Linked DNA regions of Mus musculus: region 1 is linked to region 2. Evidence: chromatin contacts called from public Hi-C data. All regions are on one chromosome and are shown on one strand. The core of a region is the stretch at or near the end of the contact, and the rest is flanking DNA. Distances in the headings are between cores, read along the strand shown. Region 1 holds the start of Dhrs7 (dehydrogenase/reductase (SDR family) member 7). Region 2 has its middle 44 kb from the start of Dhrs7.

Region 1 (3,577 bases), core at 640-3,139, 44 kb after region 2:
CCTGGCAAATACATAAGTGGATGCTCACAGTCAGCTATTGGATGGAACACAGGGCCCCTAATGAAGGAGCTAGAGAAAGTACTCAAGGAGCTGAAGGGGTCTGCAACCCTATAGGTAGAACAACAATATAAACTAATCAGTACCCCCCCCCCAGAGCTGTGTCTCTAGCTACATAGGTAGCAGAGGATGGCCTAGTTGGCCAGCAATAGGAGGAGAGGCCCTTGGTCTTGCGAAGATCATATGCCCCAGTGCAGGGGAATGCCAGGGCCAGGAAGCAGGAGAGTGGGTGAGTTGGGTGGGGAGCAGGGCGGAGGGAGGGTATAGGGGACTTTGGGGATAGCATTTGAAATGTAAATGAAGAATATATGTAATAAAAAAATTACACCGCAAAAAAAAGACTAAACACACCTACATTTCAGACATAATTAATGTGTTAATAACTTTTATACAGTCACATAATTTATAAACTGAGTTTAACTCAATCTTCCATTTAAATAAATGAGGCCAAACACAAACAACATCCACAGGCTGCTATTGACCGTGAGCTTACAGATACATCCATCTGTCTCAATGGTGCTCAGTGGAGAGTTACAGTTAAAAGATGTATGGGGTATTTAGGATTCTTGCCCTCAACACTGACAGTCTCCGAGTCACAGCCATGCCCTCTCCTGTTTTGCAGCGCTGAATCCACAAGCACACTGTGCAGTTGCATTTGTCAGTACTGCAACTGTTTGAGCCAAGGCAATGCAGCTTCAGAGAAAAGACAGCAAGGATGCCTGCCAACATCTGGGAGGGACATAAAATCCAAGATCCAGCTGTCACCTACTCCTGCCCTGCTGACTTTGAATGCAGTACCTTCTGAGCCACCAGCTACTTCAAAGCATTTTTGTTCGGGTGCTTTGTGTATTTTCCACCACGAACAGTGGAATCCCACTTAGTCCTTTAAGGATCAGAAAAGCCTACCTAGGGAGGCTTTGAGTTTCTCTGTCAATGTCTTTAACTGAAAAACAATACGAAGAGTGCCCATGTCATCAGAATTGTTAACGCCAAAGGTCAGAGGCTGTCTGTGGCCTGCTGAACACACTGCCAACGTGACATAACACCCAGCAGCATCTGTGAACTGATATATCGGAGCATGTGAATCATGTATTAAGTGAACATTAAACACCACGCAAGCTGCAGATCGAAGTGGAGCGGGCGAAACGTGCCTTACTGTACACAGAATGATCTCCCTCCTGGCAAAAAGCCAGCTCAGCGCTTTCTATTGCGAAAATTTTAACCAAGTGAGCAGGTGAGTAAGTGATTCAGGCCAAATTTTCTTTGGGTGCTTCCGGGAAAGTAAAAAGTGCAGGATCAAAGAATGTTCCGGCCTCTTAGAAAGCAAGGGACACACTCTGCTCTCCATGGTGCCTTCCCTGAGAGTGTCCGGGGATCCTACGGAAGAAGTCTGTGTCTTGCAGGCATCAGAGAATTGCAGCGCTCTCTTGGGGTTTGACGTTTTCTATCCTAGTCTGGGTAACAAATCAGGGCCATTTTCGAATTAAGACAAGCGACAGAGTGGGTACTGCCTGTTTAGCCCCTGCCTCTTCCTCCCGGACCCTCAGCCCTTGGTCAAGGCTCAGCTTGGCAACAGCTGGGAGGGACCTCGGCCCTGATCTTCCTTAGAGCCCAGGCTGTAGAGGATGCTCACCTGGGCGTCGCCCTTGCCATTCAGCCCACAACAAGGTCAGGTCCGCATCCGCCCGCAAAAAGCGCAAGAGCTGCACAAGGGGCAGGATCAGCGCGCACAGCGCCAGCAGCCACAACAGCAGCTCCCAGCTCATCGCTGTCCCTTGCCTACCCGACTCTGCCGCAAGCGGAAGACAGTCGGCGCCCGCCCTCTACGCGGCGGGTCACAACCCGGGGCTCCGCCTAGCGAGTCCCCGAAGGTGGGGCTCCATCTGTGTCCCGGGCTGCACCACGGCGTCTCTGCGCGTCCCTACTGCGTGCAAGACTGCCGGGGTGTTGCAATAGAAGGCATGGAATCTTGGGAAACTGCTGTTGGGAGAGCAGTCAACAAGATTTGTGAGGGCATGAAGGAGTCTTTAACAGCTGTTTTTAGGACGACTTTTCAGGGCTTTGGTGGTGCCTTGGCGAGAAACAAAACAAAACTTTGATCACTGCCCGCTCCGACCCCGAGGCCCCATCCCCCGCTCCACGCTGGGAATTGTGCCCAGGTCCTTCTTCGCGCTGGGCAAGCTCCCAAAAGCTGAGCCAAACCCTCACTCACTCTTCCTAATCTGTTTTCCTTTCACTTTAAGCTTGTGGACTGAGATAAGCATACCGAAGTAACTCAGCACTTGAACTGGGTTGCCCTCGTGGACTGGCCGCTTATATTTAGAAAAACATTACAAATGATACTCATATTTGGCCAAAAGTTGGCTATCATGGCCCAGAGTAATCAGAACATAAAACTAACTGGGCTAGAAGGCAACTGTTGCTAAGTTCCAGGAGCTAAAAACACTCAGGTTGGTGTCCTCCTGCCACCGTTTGTAAATGATGCCATTATCATTTGACAGCATTTGAATATGGAAAGGCCTCTGTGCACACTAATTGCTCTGTTCTTTCTTCTGTGTTTGTTAGTATTGTTTTTATAAATTGTCACTTTTTTTTTTCCGAGACAGGGTTTCTCTGTTTCTACTTTGTAGACCAGGCTGGCCTCAAACTCAGAAATCCGCCTGCCTCTGCCTCCCAAGTGCTGGGATTAAAGGTGTGCGCCACCACGCCCAGCTGAATTGTCACTTTTTTCATTGCAGTGAGAAAAGGTTTACAAAGGTCTATATTTTGCATCTTTAGAGTGATCTATGCAGGAAATATTTGAACTAGTGTTAATCAGAAATTGCTGTGGTATAGTTCAAGGTGCATGTCAGTTAGCTAAACTTTTGGACTGCCATTTGGAATAATATTGGTCAAGAATTGCTCTAATTGACGTATCACCTGGGCCATGTGAATTTTATTTTTATTTTGTAGCACATTACTTTTGTAATAAGATGTCTTAAAATACCACACAGAGTCTCATGATGAATCTTATCCCAAATGTTTCCCCTTCTGTAAAAGGACAGGACTGCAGTGGATCTAGTGTTCCGATGGGTCACAACCCCAAGCTGTGGGGATGAGGGATCTGAGACTGGGACATTGGGCTTGGGAGACTGGCAGGAAGCTATGATCTCTTCCTGTCCACCCCTAGGGATTAGACCCGGGTGGGTGCTGAGTGTCGAAGTGCCAAGGCAGAGCTTTAGAGTGTTTTTCCGTACTGGAGCTGGAGAGGTGGCTCTGCTGTTAGAGGCACTTGTTGCTCTTGCAGAGAACCTGGGTTCAATTTCCACACCCACATGGCAGCTCACATCTGTTGGTAACTCTTGTCCCAGGGGATCCATTTCCCATCTCTGACCTCCGAGGGCATCAGGCACTCACATGGTGCACAAACATACTTTCAGACAAAACATTCATGCACACAAACAAAAAAAGCTTTACTAACATGACTTTTTTTGCCTTGTTTTGTTTCATTTCAGGCTCTCACCGCGGAGCACTGCTTGTG
Region 2 (3,776 bases), core at 755-3,254:
ATACTCAATATTATTACTATGTTTGATATATAAAATGCACTTAAATAATACAAATTTTTTTTAAAAGAATAAGAGCAGAGAAGAAAGGGTAGACTCACAATTTGTCTTGAAAATGTAGCAATGGGCTAAGGCATAAGACAACATTATACTTGCTAGATCAAAAATAATCTTTCTCCCCAGGATTCATCTCATGCAGGTACACAATAAAAAAAATCTGTTGAATAAATAGTAACCATGCACATCTCTAATATTTTTGGTTATTGACTGGTGTTGTAGCCTCAAAGTTGTTCTCTTTCTGTGGCCCATTGTCCCTTAGTTCCATCAACCTCACCCACTGATGGACAAATCCCCCATGCACATTGCAGTCAATGCTAACAGAATTGAGTTGAAACAGCCTTACCCGAAGAGCATGTTTGCTGGCAATATACCCACAGCAAAGAGGGCTGGGTACAATTCCCGCAAGGCTGTTCATGATCACAATCTTTCCTTGCTTTCTCTCCATCATATGAGGTAGAACACTCTTGGTCAATGACACTGTCCCTAAGTAGTTCACCTCCATTAGCACCTTGAAGACATCCAGGTTGGCATCCACAGCAAAGCAATAATTGGTTTCTCCACCATTGTTGACCAGAATGTCAATCTAATTAAATAAAGTCAGAAAGAAGATTCTTTAGAGATGGTCTGTCCTGGCTAGTTTTGTGTCAACTTGACACAGCTGGAGTTATCACAGAGAAAGGAGCTTCAGTTGAGGAAATGCCTCCATGAGATACAACTATAAGGCATTTTCTCAATTAGTGAGTGATCAAGGGGGAAAGGCCCCTTGTGGGTGGGATCATCTTTGGGCTGGTAGTCTTGGTTCTATAAGAGAGCAGGCTGAGCAAGCCAGGGGAAGCAAGCCAGTAAAGAACATCCCTCCATGGCCTCTGCATCAGCTCCTGCTTCCTGACCTGTTTGAGTTCCAGTCCTGACTTCCTTGGTGATAAACAGCTGTGTGGAATTGTAAGCCGAATAAACCCTTTCCTCCCCAACTTGCTTCTTGGCCATAATGTTTTATGCAGGAATAGAAACCCTAAGACATGGTCTATGAATGGAATTCCTAGTGATGAGTGGTTATGTTGTTAATTCAACGAATCAATACAGCAATGTTACATTTCTAAAGTCAACTGTAAGAAGATACAATCAATTCAGGTATAGGGATGCATGCCTTTAATCCCAGCACTTGGGAGGTAGAGGCAAGCAAGATCTCTCTGAGTTCTAGGCCAATTCGGTCTATACAATATGTACCAGAACAATTAGAGCTACTTAGTAAGACCCTAGCTTGAAACAAAACAAAACACAAACAAAATAAGAAGAAAAATCAATAGAATTCACCTATTCAGTTTGAGTAATAATTCACAAAAATACACCAAAACTCATAAATATCATAGTTGTGAGTTTTTGGCCCTTTTGTCTACAATAGGAATTATGAGTTGAAAAGATTAAAAAAAAAAAAGCAAAAAAAAAAAAAAAAAACACAAACAAACAAACAAAAAAACTAATGACCTAAAGTCCAAGACCCAGAGATCAAGAAATAGAAGTGATAGACCTGATCCACTATTGCATCCCATGTGAATGTCTTTGAATGAGTCGCCACAGATAAGAATCTCTTTGGCGGCATTCAGCCTTTAAAGATCTCCAGGACCTAAGGTTTTGGTATTATCTTCGAGGCCGCTTCCCCTGGAGTAGGCTTTTTTGGCTTGTGAGCCTTCAGCAGATGTCTACCACTTCCAGCATGAGAGTCTTCCTGCCTGTGGTGCGGGGAGCCCTTCTGGGCATGGAGCAAGTTCATTCCCTGATGTGCTTCTCCTGCTCTGATCAGTTTTATGCCAGAACACAGACAATTACTGTACCACGTTATCTGCTGCTGCCGGCTTTGGGAATATCAACCTTGGCTATACCCTGAACAAGGGCTGCTCTCCGACCTGCCCCGTGAGAACATCAATATCAATCTCAGTGTGGCACCCGTGAACAGCTACTGCTGCCAAAGCCCCTTCTGCAATTTCGGACTTCGTGCCAGTATCTCACTACTGGACCTTGGACTCCTGCTTAGCTTGCTGGCTCTGCTGTAGCTGAGCCCCTGACCATCCCCCATGTGTTCTCCATATCCCCTCCCCCCAGCTCAGGAAAAGCCCAGCTCCCCTTAGGTCCCAGAGGACCCTAGGAACCTTCAGCTCCTCCTGGGTGTGTCTAGTTCCCCTCCACACTCTCTCAACGTCGGGGCTAAGTAGCAAATTCACCCATACCTGCTCTGTTGAAATGGTACTGGCTACCCTTGCTTCCAGAGCCAGTCCTATAATCTCCCTTGGGGAACCAGCGAAGGGATGAAGATCTCCTTGGAGTCTCAAGAGTACCAGAGTCAGCCCTGAATCTTGTAGACACACTGACAAGGATGTCTAGCCCAAATGGATGTACATTTGTGTGCTCAGTGTATCTGTGTGTGAATGAAGCCACTTGGATTCTGGGGTGGGCAAAGAAGACCTTACAGAGTCTAGAGCAGAAGGCCTGTGTTGCCACCAAAACTCCTTCCCCTGGTATCACTATACCCACCTTGTACTCTGTTCAGGAGGCTGCCCATGGAGGGCAGATGAAGGCTCCCACCACCCGATGCAGTTGAGTCCCATCCTGCCCTCTCTGCCCACATTGGCTTCCTGCTGCTATTCTAGTGCCCACAATAAGCTGTTCCCACCAAAAAAAAAAAAAAAAAAAAAAAAAAAACTCTTTGGCAATTTTAACCAAAGTGGGAAAAGTGATGTAAGGCATATTCTATCAACAAAAATTGCTACTTACTCTCCCAAACTCCTGGAGAACAGCTTTGGTAGCAATATCATGGGAACTTGTGTCAGCCAGGTCAAGAGGCAAAACCAGTATGTCGTTTTCTCTCATGTTGCCATTCTCTGAATTAAGACACATCAGCACATTAGTGATAAAGTCACGCTACAAGCCAATCAAGCTCTTTCCTGCTCTTACTAAGTCGATCCCTGCATCTTTCCAAAGGCATGGAGAGACGTAGTGGGACTCATGAAAGAACTCTGGCAAAACCAAGATTATTCTACCGCAAACAAAACAGAACAAACCACAAAAACAAAAAAATGCACAATAGAAACCCACAGCTCATTTATTAGTATAGCTACATTTGTCTTGAAATATGCTCATGAGGCTGGCGAGATGGCTCAGACGGTAAGAGCACTGACTGCTCTTCCGAAGGTCCTGAGTTCAAATCCCAGAAACCACATGGTGGCTAACAACCACCTGTAATGAGATCTGATGCCCTCTTCTGGTGCGTCTGAAGACAGCTACAGTGTACTTATGTATAATAATAAATAAATCTCTGGGCCAGATAGAGCAGGGACTAAGCAAACACAATCACATGAAGGCTCACAACCATCTGTACTGCTACAGTGTACACACATACATAAAATAAATAAATAAATTTAAAAAGAAAAGAAAGCATTAGTTAAAAAAAAAAAAAAGGAAGTTGGGCGTGGTGGCACACTCCTTTAATCCCAGCACTCGGGAGGCAGAGGCAGGTGGATTTCTGAGTTCAAGGCCAGCCTGGTCTACAAAGTGAGTTCCAGGACAGCCAGGGCTATACAGAGAAACCCTGTCTCGAAAAAACCAAAAAAAAAAAAAACCCACAAAGTGTCATTGTTATTCTTCATTTTAATTTGGTCTGGCAACTGAACCCGGGACTTCATACTAGCCAGTGTTAAATCTCCATCTCCACCCAGGCCTTAGAT

The links. Hi-C and Micro-C count contacts between places; a contact is called where the count stands out from the background.
Region 1: a Hi-C map of liver shows a contact between it and region 2, with 1.7 times the contacts expected there. The contact joins the promoter of Dhrs7 here to the enhancer-like site in region 2. A contact is called at or near these places in 14 of 484 Hi-C or Micro-C datasets (the G1E-ER4 cell line, the HPC-7 cell line, cortical neurons and 5 more), 2 of 115 datasets of contacts at active chromatin or transcription factors (both in embryonic stem cells) and 3 of 9 other capture datasets (adipose tissue, liver and pancreatic islet).

Annotation. Positions count from the first base shown.
Region 1 is chr12:72,662,939-72,666,515 of GRCm38.p6, forward strand. It overlaps Dhrs7 (dehydrogenase/reductase (SDR family) member 7), which reads right to left and starts at 1,890. Exons shown (of 7, transcript NM_025522.5): 1 at 1,691-1,890. The coding sequence starts at 1,823.
Region 2 is chr12:72,619,022-72,622,797 of GRCm38.p6, forward strand. It overlaps the pseudogene Gm4756 and the pseudogene Ly6e-ps1. Among named protein-coding and RNA genes, the nearest start is that of Dhrs7, 44 kb to the right of the region's middle. Within about 2 kb of position 2,005, at least 4 of the 459 cell types and tissues checked have an H3K27ac peak or open chromatin away from gene starts, as enhancers often do. A contact at or near this core is called in liver, where this site is marked.